Regions from separate parts of the Sus scrofa genome. Here all the other regions are linked to region 3. Evidence: chromatin contacts called from public Hi-C and promoter capture Hi-C data. All regions are on one chromosome and are shown on one strand. Each heading gives the region's core, a stretch centred on a gene start, on an enhancer-like site or on the middle of the called end of the contact. The rest is flanking DNA. Distances are from core to core; before and after follow the strand shown.

The links. Promoter capture Hi-C pulls out the DNA fragments that hold promoters and counts their contacts. Hi-C and Micro-C count contacts between places; a contact is called where the count stands out from the background.
Region 1: a contact with region 3 is called in a Hi-C map of fetal skeletal muscle, with 2.7 times the contacts expected there. The contact joins the promoter of FBL here to the promoter of PSMC4 in region 3. A contact is called at or near these places in 2 of 5 promoter capture datasets (fetal liver and liver), 11 of 47 Hi-C or Micro-C datasets (blood, embryonic fibroblasts, epiblast stem cells and 5 more) and 2 of 2 datasets of contacts at active chromatin or transcription factors (alveolar macrophages and skeletal muscle).
Region 2: a promoter capture Hi-C map of fetal skeletal muscle shows a contact between it and region 3, with 2.9 times the contacts expected there. The contact joins the enhancer-like site here to the promoter of PSMC4 in region 3. A contact is called at or near these places in 5 of 5 promoter capture datasets (fetal liver, fetal skeletal muscle, liver and 1 more), 23 of 47 Hi-C or Micro-C datasets (adipose tissue, alveolar macrophages, blood and 12 more) and 1 of 2 datasets of contacts at active chromatin or transcription factors (alveolar macrophages).

Annotation. Positions count from the first base shown.
Region 1 is chr6:48,323,690-48,328,333 of Sscrofa11.1, forward strand. FBL (rRNA 2'-O-methyltransferase fibrillarin) reads right to left here and starts at 2,744. Exons shown (of 9, transcript XM_003355924.5): 1 at 2,616-2,744. The coding sequence starts at 2,625.
Region 2 is chr6:48,287,993-48,292,734 of Sscrofa11.1, forward strand. No RefSeq gene overlaps it. Among named protein-coding and RNA genes, the nearest start is that of DYRK1B, 24 kb to the right of the region's middle. Within about 2 kb of position 1,804, at least 3 of the 83 cell types and tissues checked have an H3K27ac peak or open chromatin away from gene starts, as enhancers often do. A contact at or near this core is called in fetal skeletal muscle, where this site is marked.
Region 3 is chr6:48,404,056-48,408,506 of Sscrofa11.1, forward strand. PSMC4 (26S protease regulatory subunit 6B) reads left to right here and starts at 2,182. Exons shown (of 11, transcript XM_021094383.1): 1 at 2,182-2,380; 2 at 3,234-3,332; 3 at 3,458-3,644. The coding sequence starts at 2,345.

The DNA.
Region 1 (4,644 bases), core at 1,494-3,993, 80 kb before region 3:
GTGACAATTTGTCAGCCAGGTCCACTGCTACCACCCTGGCCTAAGCCATATCATCTCCTAGTAGATGACAGCAACCAACTTCCCACTGATGAGTCTGCTTTCATTCTTTTTTTTTTTTTTTTTTTTTTGTTGTTGTTGTTGTTGTTGCTATTTCTTGGGCCGCTCCCGCGGCATATGGAGGTTCCCAGGCTAGGGGTCCAATTGGAGCCGTAGCCACCGGCCTACGCCAGAGCCACAGCAACGTGGGATCCGAGCCGCGTCTGCAACCTACACCATAGCTCACGGCAACGCCGGATCGTTAACCCACTGAGCAAGGGCAGGGACCGAACCCGCAACCTCATGGTTCCTAGTCGGATTCGTTAACCACTGCGCCACGATGGGAACTCCTCCTGCTTTCATTCTTGTTCCCCTAAAGTCTTTTTTCTTTTTTGGTTTTTAGGGCTGCACCCGTGGCATATGGAAGTTTCCAGGCTAAGAGTCCAATCCGAGCCACAGCTGCTGGCCTACACCACAGCTCACGGCAATGCTGGATCCTTAACCCACTGAGCGAGGCCAGGGATCGAACCCACATCCTTGTGGATACTAATCAGATTCGTTTTCCGCTGCACCACGACAAGAACTCCCCCTCCTAAAATCTTTTATACACAGAAGCAGGAAGGATCCTTTTAAATGTCTCAGTCAAGTCTGACTGACATCATGTCTCGGTTCAGAATCTCCCAAAGGCTTCTTCTCTCAACCAGATTAAACTCCTTGCTAAAGAGCTGACTCCTGACAATTTCTACAACTTTACAGCCTAATACAGCGAAGGAGGGGTTGGAAGGAAGGTGTATCTTGCGCCACTCCTGGGGTAATCAGACCACAGGATGCTTGCAGGCATACCAGGGTCTCATGGAGACACCCTCCTGGCACTTCTCATTCCACAAGTAGATCCCCAAACACTGAAGAAGAGAAAGGGAACTTGGGAGGCAGCATGGACCCACAAAACAGCCTCCCCCTCCCCCCGACACCTCCAGATGACCCCATCCCTCCACAGGCTGGGGTCAGGGGGGACTGGAAAGGAAGAAAAAAAAAAAACAAAAACTTTTGGTCAGGATAGAAGATTTCCCCAACTCCAAGGGAACCAAGTTACAGGGAGGGGCTTGGCCTGACTTAGGAAGAAGGACCATAATCTCATTTCCCTTAAGAAGATAACAATTGGAGCCAATACTATTATATGTCAAGGGCTGTGCTATATGAGATACAGTTGACATAATATAACGTTGTGTAAGTTCAAGGCATACAACCTGTTGATTTGATACTGGTATATTGTGAAATGACTGTCAGCAGGTGCTGATTTTTTTCTTTTTTCCGTCTTTTTGCCTTTTCTAGGGCAGCTTCCCGCAGCATATGGAGGTTCCCAGGCTAGGGGTCTAATCGGAGCTGTAGCCACCGGCCTACACCAGAGCCACAGCAACGCGAGATCCGAGCTGCGTCTGCAACCTACACCACAGCTCACGGCAACACCGGATCCTTAACCCACTGAGCAAGGGCAGGGATCGAACCCGCAACCTCATGGTTCCTAGTCGGATTCGTTAACCACTGCGCCACGATGGGAACTCCCGGTATTTCTTCTTAACATGATTTCACTAAATTAGAGCTGGGTGCCATTTTTCATTGATGAGATAACAGAGGCTCAGAGAGAGAAAGTCACTTACTTGCTCCAGATCACACAGTAAATTAAGCATAGTGAGGACTGAAACTTTGAACGGAGGCTCTTCTGCTGTCAAAGCCTGTACTCTCATCATTAGACCAAGAGGGAGATGCACTGGGTTCATCAAAATCTCGAGTAAGATCGGAATGGATAAAAACACTCATGCTCCGTGATTACGCGCCCCCCCCCCCACTTTAATCCTATACTGGGCTGTCAAGTTTCATCTCATCTCTCATCAGCACTAGGCCCAGGATCTCCATCCTCAGGGACCCGCCCCTCTCTGGTAAGTGGAGAGCGGGAAAATGGGCCAGAGAGACTACCAAGCCGGGAGAATCCATCCATGCCGGCCCTCTCCGAGAAGCTGGGTGTTGGGGCCAAGGGTACCGCAGTAGCGGTGGCGACACAGGAGCATACCTGGTCCTCTCAGACCCAGCTTTCGGACCCCCGAATCAGCGACTCTCCGCCTCCGAACCAGGACAAATTCCCAAATCCCACACCCAGAGATCCGAGACCCTAGATGCCTGGATCTGGATTCTGGGTTAGTATTCGCGATTGCTGCCGCCGGGCCAACATCCAAGACCTCTAACGACAGCTTCAATGAAACGAATCCCAGGTCAAGACACAACCCTCCTCAAGCCCACGCCAAAGACCCTCGACCCACGACTGTGACCTCGGGAAAGCCAGTCACAAAGCTCCAGACCAGGAACCCGAACCCCGGGCTCAAGTTCAATCACCATGCAAAAGCGAGCCCCCTTCACCCACACCGGAGAGCGGAACCAAGACCCCCCTCCCCACAAGAGACCGGATCCGGGGCTCAGAACTCCTGCCTCCAGGCCAAGACCACCATACCCCTTCGTTCCGGACTGGCACCCCGATCCCCACCAGGCCCCAGTCCCAGACCCCCGATCCCAACCCCGGCCCGTACCTGGTTTCATAGCGAGCACAGAGGTTCGCTACTCAGTAATCTGAGGCTCTTTCGACTCCACGCGTCCCGGGTTTACGCACGTGGAAAGGAGCGCAGGCGCGCGGCGACGTGCGGCGCGTGACGCAAGCACGCAGACCCCATCCTTCGGAGCCACAGCCCCGCCCATGGCTTGTGTGCGCGCTGTGGGCGGGGATTCCCGAGCCCCTCCCGGTACCGCCTCTTCGACCGCCGCTGGCACCGCCTTTCCTGTGCAGCGCTTGCTGCCTGAACACTCTTCCCGCTTCCTCTCCACCTGTGCAAGCACCCCAGTAATCAGGTCTCCAAACCTTCGCACGGGCTACCCTAGCTCCTCTTCTCTATTCCTGATTAACTCCCTAAGTTTCCCTCTACACCTCAAAGCCTTCCCTAATCCATTTTCACCCCCAAGAACAAGGGCCAACTCTGGACTCGCATTCATACATTTGAAAAGCACTAATTATGCGCCTGAATGTACGAAGCACTGTTCTAGGCTTTGGAAATATGGCAGAGAACAAGACAGACACATCCCCACCCTCCTGGAGCTCATCTTGCAGTGGGGGAAACAAACAGCAAACGAGTTAGTAAAAATCATTGTTGAATGATAGTTAGTAAAAATCATTGTTGAATGATAGAAGGCTGTAAGTGCTTTGGAGAAAATAGCAGGGAGGGAATAGGGACTGGTGTTGGGAGTGGGGGACAGTGTGTGAAATTTCTTACCCGGTGGTCAGGGAGCCCATCTGGTGATTTTTGAGCAAAGAGCGAAAGAAGATGAGGAGGGAGGCATGTTCTATCTGCGGGAAGAGAACGCAGGCAGCAAGGGTTGCAGGTGCCAAGGCCCTGAAGCAGGAAAGGTAAGGAGGGTTGCAGAAACAGTGAGGGATGTGGTCGGGGCAGAGTAATCTTGGGGAGAGGGGGAGGAGATGAGGGTAGGGAGGTCGACAAAGCAAATTGTATGGAGCTTTAGGGTGATAATTTTGGCTTTTACTCTGAGAGAGAAAGAGGTTCCTGAACAAAGAAGGGATATAATCTCACTTGGGTCGCCTGGCTGTATGTGGGAAACTGAGTGAAGGAATAGGTTTGGGAGACCAATGAGGGCCCTGCTGCAATGGATCATGATGCAGGCAGAGGAAGGGGTGAGGAGTGAGCAGATTCTGCCTAAGTATTGAGAAATTTGTGCTTTGTAATTTTATAACTTGAATATGCATCCTATATATTTGTTCCTCAGAACAAAACAAGTGGGAGTTCCCGTTGTGGCGCAGTGGTTAACGAATCCGACTAGGAACCATGAGGTTGCGGGTTCGATCCCTGCCCTTGCTCAGTGGGTTAAGGATCCAGCATTGCTGTGAGCTGTGGTGTAGGTTGCAGACGTGGTTCGCATCCCAAGTTGCTGTGGCTCTGGCGTAGGCCGGTGGCCACAGCTCTGATTCGACCCCTAGCCTGGGAACCTCCATATGCCGCGGGAAGCTGCCCTAGAAAAGGCAAGAAGACAAGACAAGACAAAAACAAAAACAAAAAAGTGGCATTGGAGTTCTCTTGTGGCTCAGCAGGTTAAGGATCCCAAGTTGTCAGTGCAGCGGCTCAGGTCACTGCTGTGGCTTGGGTAAAAAGCAAATACAATACAATGTAATACAATACAATACAATACAGAAAAAGAAAAAATAAAAAAAGAGTGGTACTATGAGAAGTTATTAACAACCTCCAGGAGAATCCATTGGTCTGTCCTGTTCCTTGTTGTGTCACTTTATACCTAGAACAACCTGGCACAGTGGGTGCTCGGCTAATTTATGTTGAATGAACCTATGCTGTCTTTTTTTTTTTTTTTTTCTTTTCAGGGCCACACCTGCAGCATATGGAAGTTCCCAGGCTAGGGGTAGAATCAGAGATGCAGCCACCGGCCTTCACCACAGCCACAGCAACACCAGATCCGAACCGCATCTACAACCCACACCACAGCTCATGGCAATTTTGGATCCTTAACCCACTGAGCAAGGCCAGGGATCGAACTTGCATC
Region 2 (4,742 bases), core at 554-3,053, 120 kb before region 3:
ATCTTTAAAAGAACCAGCTTTGGTTTTCTGATTCTTCACTATTTTTCTCTTCTGTATTCCATGTATTCTCTAGTTTTTATTATTTTCTTTCTGCCTGCTATCAGTAGAGTTTACTCTTCTTTTTCAGTGTCTTGAGGTGGAAATTTATTTGCAATCATTCTTTTTTTTTTATTATTTAAAATATTTTTAGGGCCGTGGCACAGGAAGTCCCCGGCTAGGGGTCCAACTGGAGCTGTAGCCACTGGCCTATGCCACAGCCACAGCCATGCTGGATCTGAGCCATGTCTGCGACCCACACCCCAGCTCAGGGCAAGGCAGGATCCCTAATCTTTAGTCTTTACTGATATTTTTAATTCGACGTCATTATCAGATCTTCTTCCCTTCACTCTTGAAGGCATGATTCCTTTTACTTATTTGAACATATTTATAGAATGGCTACGTGCAAGGCTTTGTTAACTCTAACAGGAAGTGTTTTTTTGGCTTTGTTTGTTTTTTTAAGAGTAAGTTTTTGCTGCCTACCCCCCGCCCACAGTGCAGGGGGTCATAGCTTCCTGTCTTTCGGAACCTAAATCACTCCTCCTTCCTAACTAGCACTGTCCAATAGAACATTCTGCATTGATAGAATTCTTTATCTACCCTGTCCAGTGCAGTGGACAGTAGCCAAATGTAGCTACAGAGAACTTCAAATATGGCTAGTGTAACTGAAGAACTCAATTTTTAATTTTATTTCATTTCTCATTAAAGTTTAAGCCAAGCCTTGCGCAGTGGCAGTATCGCAGCCAGTGAGGTTTATCCGAGGCGTAGTTATTGCTAACTAAATTTAAGCCATATGACTAGTGGCTACCTTTTGGGATAGTGCAGTATCAGACCATGCTCGAGGGAACCCAATTCTGTAGAATCCCCTACCCAAGTGCTCCTGAGCCTGCTTCCAGCACCTGTGTGGGCCTCATGCCAGGCCATCTTGCCCCCACTACACGCAGGGCAGGTCATGCTGGTGTCCACACCTCTAGTGCCAAGGTGTGGGCAAGGGGTGATGTGGGGAGACGGACGAAGCTCTGCTCTGCCCATGAGGGTGTCCTCACACAGGCATGGATGACTCAAGGGTTCAGGGTGTAGACGGAATGGGAAGAGATGGATGGAACTGTAGCTCGGGACCTCCATTTGCGCTGGTGGTCCAGGATCCACACGTTAGGAGTGGTTTTGACTGGCCATGTCTCATTTCTCACCTGGGTGGTGGTTACATGGTTGTCCAGTGTATCATTTTTTTTTCAATTGTATATATATTTATAAATGTATGTGTATATACACATTGATATACTGTGTCACAATTTTTTTCAACGTTTAAAAAGTTTTTACCACTGTTAGGAGATAGCCCAAGCTCTTCTCATGACATATAAAGGCTTGTCCAGTCTCTATGTCTGACCTAGTGCCCTGCCATCCTTCCCCTGGCTCTCAGCTCCAGCCGCATGGACCTTCCTGCTCTGGTTAACAGGCCAAGGTACAGAGGCGCTTGTTGGAGGGACCGGTCCTCCATTTAAACCATTTATATCAGCAAAACAAAGAAATGGCTTGTGATGGGGGCGGGGTGAGTAAGTGAGTGTGATGGGGGTTGGACAGCCAGCATCAGGAATGAGTGGCAACTGCAGCCTCCCAGAGGTTAGGAGGAAAGGTGTCTGCTTACATAAGAAAGCTGGAGCCAGCTCTGAAGGCTGCCAAAAAAGGAACCGTTGTGGTCGCACAAACCATCAATCAGGTTCCCTGAACAGGTGGAGGCTGGGGCTACTCTCAGCAGAAAGCTGGGCTCAGAGCTCCGATTACCAGCACAGAGAAGCCAGCTCTCAAAGGTGGTGCCAGAAGGGAGGGAGACAAGGAGACAGAAGCCTGAGTCAGCGGAAAGGGCGAGTCCAGAGCACCTGAGGTGACTGCAGAACTACCAGAGAGAACTGGAGACCCCTAGCAAGAATGCCTGATTTGGTGGTTCTCAAACTGGGTCCCTGGACCAGCAGCATCAGCTTGACCCAGGAACTAGTTAAAAATGCCGATTTCCGGCTCTCCTTAGAATCAGAATTCCAAGGGGGTTGGGCAGCAATAATTCTAACAAGCCCTCCAAGGTGACTCTAAAGTTTGACCGAGTCTGAGAACCGTGGGTCCAACTTTAGTGAGCGTGCACTATGTGCAGGCACGGTTCCGAATGATTTACTTCCATTAACTCACTGGTCCACACAGCAGCACCATAAAATCGTGCTCACTTGGAGCTCCCCTGTGGCACAGCAGGTTAAGGATCCAATGTTGTCACTGCAGTGGCTTGGGACACTGCTGCAGAGCAGGTTCAATGCATCAACCTCTCTGGCTTTCCTGTTTTACCAGGATTTCTATGCTTGGGCCCATCCTGTGGAGTTTAATGAGCAAGCACAAAGGCTTCCTGGTGCCTTTTCCTTTGAAGGCGGTATAGTGGACATCGGGTTTGGTTTGGTTTTGTTTGCTATGCCAGCAGCATATGAAGTTTCTCAGGCCAGGTTTGGGTCCCAGGCCCATTTCTGAGCAATTACTGTGGTTGGGGAGATGGACGATTTCTTGCTGTGAGGCCTAGGGTATGGGCTCACCCCTAGCAGGTGGACTCCGCTGTACCCAAAACACACAGACCAAGAGAGCGGGGGAGTTTGGGGTGTTGTACCTGGAAAAACGAATGGATGATGGACAGGCCAATATAACCCACATCCAGTACACACAGGATGGGCCCAAGCATAGAAATCCTGGTTAAGACAGGAAACCCAGAAGTCCATGCATTTTATTATTTCATTTATACAGTGTAACAAATCAGGAAAAAAAATAACCTATGGCCATGAGAAGTCAGCCCAGAGGAGCTCCTGCTGTGGCTCAGTGGTTCAGAACCCAACTAGTATCCATGAGGATGCGGGTTTGATCTGTGGCCTCACTCAGTAGGTTAAGGATCTGGCATCGAGGCAAAGCTTGAAGATGTGGCTCGGGATCCGGCAAGGCTGTGGCTGTGGCGTAAGCGTGCATTTGCGGCTCCAGTTTGACCCCTAGCCTGGGAACTTCCATGTGCCATGGGTGCAGCCCTAAAAAGACAAAAGAGTAGCAGAGCGGTTATCCTTGGGGAGAGGAGGGGTGTATCAGCTATCTACTGCTGCTCAACAAACCTCCCTAGACCCAGTGGCATAAAATAGTGGTACTGGGTTGGTATTACCCCTCATGTTCCTGGAAGCTGGCTGAGCTCAGACAGGCAGTTTTCACCTGGGGTCTCTGGTGTGGTTATAGGCGGATGGTGGCTGGAGCTGGGTGTCTCGTTCACGTGGCTGGTATCCGATGCTGGCTACTGGGCAGAACGCTGCTCACATGTTAACCACTCCTGTGGCCTGGGCTTCCTCACACTATGCCTGCCAGGTTCTAACGGTGAACCTTCAGAGAGCGAGCACCAAGCAGAAGCTGTAATGTCTTTTGTGACCTGGCCTGAAACACAGAGTGACCTATGATGTCACTTTCGCCATGCTCTTGGTCATCTTGGTCACCAGTGGCTGCCCAGGATCAAGAGTGGTCACAGGCTCCACCTCCTGATGCGGAAACGGCACACTGTAAGAACGCCCGGAACAGGGGACATTGCTGCAGCCACCGCTGGAAAATATGCTACAGGGAGGTCATGACCGGGAGGGGACATGGTGGGGGGGGGGTCCCGGGGGGCTATTAATGCTGTTTCTTGTTCTGGATGCTGCCTACAACCAATTGCATGATTTTTAAACTACTACGAAGGGAACTCCTCAATTCATGAATTAAAACATTTTTAAAATTTTTATTATTATTTTTTGTCTTTTTTAGGGCCGTACTCGTGGCATATGTAAGTTCCCAGGCTAGGAGTCCAATTAGAGCTGTAGCCTCCAGCCTATGCCACAGCAACAGCAGGATCTGAGCCGAGTCTGTGACCTACACCACAACCCAGGCAACGCTGGATCCTTTAACCCACTGAGGGAGTCCAGGGATCAAACCTGCATCCTCATGGCTGCTAGTTGGGTTCGTCAACCACTGAGGTAAGACAGGAACTCCAAAAATTCTTCTTCTTCTTCTTTCATTTTTGGCCACCCTGTGGCATATGGAGTTCCTGGGCGAGGGATCAGATCTGAGGCTCAGCTGCAGCAATGCCAGATCCTTTAACCCACTGTGCCAGGCGGGAACTGAACCTGCGTCCCGGTGCTGTAGAAATGCTGCTGATCCCATTGTGCCACAGTGGGAACTTCAAGAATTTTTACATTAAGCCAATCAGATCTTCAACTTTACTCAGTTTAATGTTTTTACACCCCTAAAATGTTAGCAGGAACTCGCTTACCACATGGCCACTAGTTCAGATGTGTTTGGCTGCTGCTAAGAGCACCCAGGTCAAAGCGCCAAAAGTCAGAAGGAAATGCGTTATTTCACACAGCAGGCAATCTTAGAGGGTAGGGTGTTTCAGGGTTGTGAAATTGAAACATCTAAGAAAACTTAATTCTACTTTACTTCAGTAAGAATTTTCCTTAAAAATCCATATATTTGTTGACTGCCACCTACCTACCAGGCTAGGAACTGCAACTAGAGACACAGGAAGGAAAGCCGGGTCCCTTCACTGGCTCGGTGATGAAGTGGTTCAGGTCCTTTCTTCTGCCCTGACCGCCTCAGCATGATAGGTGAGTCACCTGATGGTGGCATCTGCCCCCAGCATCACCACCTCAGATAGCATATCCCCCCCTTTAAAT
Region 3 (4,451 bases), core at 932-3,431:
TAAATAAGATAATGAGGTAAAATGCTTAGCAAAGAACCAGGTACACAGTATTCAAGAAATGGCTACCTATGATTATTCTCCACGAAGATTCCAAAGGATTGGATTCCATTGATTTATCATTGCAGAGGCGGCAGAGAGAACTTGGAGACAATTTGATGGGGCTTAGAAGAATAATGGCAAAGATAACATAGGTTTGAATCTGAAGTGTGGAAACTGGGAGAATAGGGAACAAGAGACAAGGAGGACGATGATGGATTCTGTTTTAAGTCACAGACTCTAAGACTCAAGTAGAAATCTGGGATGCCTTTTGGGTGTCAGGCAGAAAGCTGAAAGATGGAATTGAGAGCTGTCGACGCAGAGAAAAAAAAATGAAGGATTTGTTGCCATTGTTTTCCCTTTTATTTTGTGAAAATAAAAACAGTGGGACGTTGGAGTTCCCCCTGTGGCTCAATGGGATCAGCGGTGTCTCTGCAGCACCAGGACAAAGGTTCCATCCCCAGCCCAGCACAGTGGGTTAAGGATCCAGCATTGCCATAGCTGCTGCATAGGCAACTTGCATCTTGGATCTCATCCCTGGCCCAGGATCTCCATGTGCCATGGGGCAACCAAAATAGGAAAAACAAAAACAAAAAGACAAACCTACCCCTGAGGGTGGTGTAAGGATTCAGAGATCATGGTTTAAATTGCCTGGCTAAAAGAAGCATACAAAAGGGTGTCTGGTGTGACAACCCACCACACACCCAGGAGAATGGAAAAAATTTTTAAATAGAGACAATATCAAATGCATGCTCAATTGGTGGGAGTGTAAGTTAGTTTAGTTCGACAGCGTTTACTAAAGCTAAACACATACCTGCCCTCTGACCAGCAATTCTGCTCCTGAATGTGTTCCCATGTTTACCAAAGAAATGTACAAGCATATGTAGTATAGAACCAAACTGGAAGATATCCAGTTTTAGGTACACAATGGAAACCATACAGAAATGAAAACGAAAGAACTATCCCTACATACAGTATTATCGCACAAACATAATGTTAAGTAAAAGAAGCTAAATCACAGCATACACTGTATGGGGTCCCCAGAGAGTTGAAAACCGACAAAAGTAATCCATGGTAGAAATCAGGTCAGTGATAACTTTCAGAAGGGATGAGGGTGGCAGAAAAGAGAGTGCGCAGGGCTTCTGTGGTCTGCTAATGTTTGGTTTCTTGGTCTAAGGATTGGTTATATGGGGGTGTTCACTTTGTGTAAATTCGTTGAACTGTACGCTAATGATCTTTATATTTCTCTGAACTTACACTTGAACAAAGTTTACTTAACAAAACTGTAGCTGGAGTTCCCGTCCTGGCTCAGCGGTTAACAAACCCGACTAGCATCCATGAAGACACGGGTTCGATCCCTGGCCTCAATCAGTGCGTTAAAGATTCTGCGTTGGTGTAAAAGTCGCAGACGCGGCTGGGATTCCGCGTTGCTGTGGCAATAGCGTAGGCCGGCTGCAGCTACAGCTCAGATTTGACCCTAGCCTGGGTACCTCCATATGCCGCAACTGCGGCCTATAAGCCAAAAAGCCAAAAAGCCAAAAAAAAAAAAAAGGCAGAACAAAACTGTAGCTGGTGTGATGAGCAGCGGTGTACCCCCAGGGCCTGAAGCACAGGCTTTGGGAACAGACAGATGGGGGCCCCATTCTGGTTTCTGTCCCTGTAAAGGGAACATAAAGTCTGTCAAGATTCAATTAAGTTAAGCACCTAAGACTTAAGCACAGGGCCTGGTGTAGAGCTGCAGGTCTCCTGCGTGACCAAACTCCTGGCACTGCTGCTCTCACCTTCTCCAGCCCTAAAGCGTAGGTTCTACTTGATTCGCGGCTAATTCTCAGGGGCAGTCCAGGTCTTCCCGCCCCCGCGCAGGAGGCAATCCTCGGCCGCAGCCCAAGGCATCTCCAGCCCGACCACTAAATAAGAAAGAAGAGCACTTGGCCATGACATTCTAACAGACCTCTTGAGAAATTCCTCAAGTGAAAGAGAAAAAAGAGAACCGCTCCTCGGTTGGCAAGAACACACAAGCGGGAAGCGCCCGCGCGAGACCCCGTTACCGCAAGCTATTGCGCAAGCGCACCGCTCCAGGGCCCAGCGCGCGCGAGCCCGCAAGGAACCGAGTGCGCATGCGCACATATTGGGGCGGAGCCTAGGACGAGGTTTGCCCTTCCCTCCACCTGTCCGGCCCTTCCAGCCTTCTCTCGGTGGTGTCTTAAAACTACGTTTCCCAGAAGGCACCAGGTCCTGGCTTTCCGCTGGCGTCAGCGGAAGCGGTGACTGGATTAGGCCGGGCCACACAGAGGCCGGCTTGGTCACTATGGAGGAGATAGGCATCCTGGTGGAGAAAGCTCAGGTCCGGTGGGGTCTGGCTCTCGGGGAGAGGGGGAAGCCGACCTGCATGGGATGCTGCGTGACTTGCGGGATCCAGGCCTGGGTCTGAGTGATTTCGAAGGGCTCGGTAGAGAGCTTCGTGCCGTCCCGAGGCCTGGAGCGGGTGGTTGAGTGATGTTAGGAGGGCAGTAGCGCTCAGAAAGCGGGCTGGGGAAACGAGTGGCATTAGAGGTTCTTTGGGACTGAATAATTCCAAAGTTTAGCAGAGAGTGCTGTGACATCGGTGGCCCGGCGGAATTGGTCGGGTGATGAGTGATGAGCCTTGGCCGTGGGGCCGAATGATAGCAGAGGCTGGGCTGGGAGCTGACTGATATTCGGGGCTTAGCTGTTGTTTGAGGGCCGAGTAGTATCTGTGGTCTGGCCGAATGGTATTTGGGGCCTACCTGGGGAGCTGGATGACATTGGGGCCTAATGTGAGTTGGAGTTCTGTGACTTGAGGGATCTTTAGGGGGTAACTGAGTAATAATTCCAGGACAGTTTGAAGTCATGGTGACTTTAACAGTCAACTGAGAGGGCCGGAACCTGCTTTGGGGTGGGGGGCGCTGGAGGGCATTGGGGGTCTAGTAAGTAGTTGATTTAGGCCCTCGTTGGGAATTGGGTGACATTGGGGACATGATAGCAAAAGACCTGTTTGGAAGGTTGGTTGACCTAGGGGCTTGTTAGTAGCTGAATGACTTCAGGAACCTGTTTAGGTGGCTGAGAGCTTTCCAGAATCGATTTAGTGGCCAAGTGCCTTTATGCTGAAGTGGGAAGGGGACTCTAGATTTTTTCATAAGGGGACCCTCTTCCAAACTGTGTTTCCCTCCATGGTCTAGGATGAGATCCCAGCTCTGTCTGTGTCACGGCCCCAGACTGGCCTGTCCTTCTTGGGGCCTGAGCCTGAGGACCTGGAGGACCTGTACAGCCGCTACAAGGTACAATTCAGACCCAATCCGGACACTGCTCTGGGCCCAGCATCCCATACTTTCCCCACCTTTCACCACTCCTTGGGTCAGCAAGGCCTGGAGCCATACCCTGCCTCTCTCCTCTCTGTTCACAGAAGCTGCAGCAAGAGCTGGAGTTCCTGGAGGTGCAGGAGGAGTACATCAAGGATGAGCAAAAGAACCTGAAGAAGGAATTCCTCCACGCCCAGGAGGAGGTGAAGCGAATCCAAAGCATCCCACTAGTTATCGGGCAGTTTCTGGAGGCTGTGGATCAGAATACAGCCATCGTGGGCTCCACCACAGGTGCGTGGGGGCAGGGGCTGTTTCCTCATCTGTCCATGCAACAGCCGTTAACTGTTTCCTACCATGTGCCAGGAACTTAGCACGGCAAACGAGGCAAGACAGTGTAATGGTGTCTTTCAAAGTATTTTGATCTGATACAAGAGTGGAAATGTGTTTCATATTTTCTTTTTGTGTGTGTGCGTGTATATAACATATAGTAAAAGTTTGGCCAAACAATGGTTAGTCTTACTATGTGTGACAGGCTCTAATTCGTTTTCAACCCTGTTCTCATCATGACTCTGTAAACTACTACTGGATTAGGACCTGTAGTTTGAAAGCATAGGTGATGTGTTAAGAGACTGGGCTTTGGTAAGGACTCTGTATACAGTACCTGCTGTTGCTAACATGGATCTAGGCTCTGCCTTCATGATGGTCATTGTCTCTGTGTCTGATCTGTTTCTTCCTGTTTCTGGCCTCTGCTCCTCGAGACCAAGCCGTATTCTTGTAAAGCTTGTGGGGAAAGGTGTGTGACTGGGCAATGAAATTGCACTGATGGGCTGGTTGTGAGGTAGTGAAGGGAGGGAGATGTCTAAAATGAGGCTTGTGTCTTTGGTCTATAGCACGGAGGGGGACAGTGGGGTGATCCCTGAGATGGTGCCTTAGGCAGAAAAGCGGTTTGTGGGGAGACGGTGAGGGCAGTCTGAGACATCACTGCCTGGGAGGTGTCTGGGAGGCTGCTGGACAGCCAGGTCTGAAGGTCAGGAGAGAGACTGAGGCTAGACAGAGATGCGTGTCATAAATGTAGAAAGTGGACCGGAGGCCCAGTGA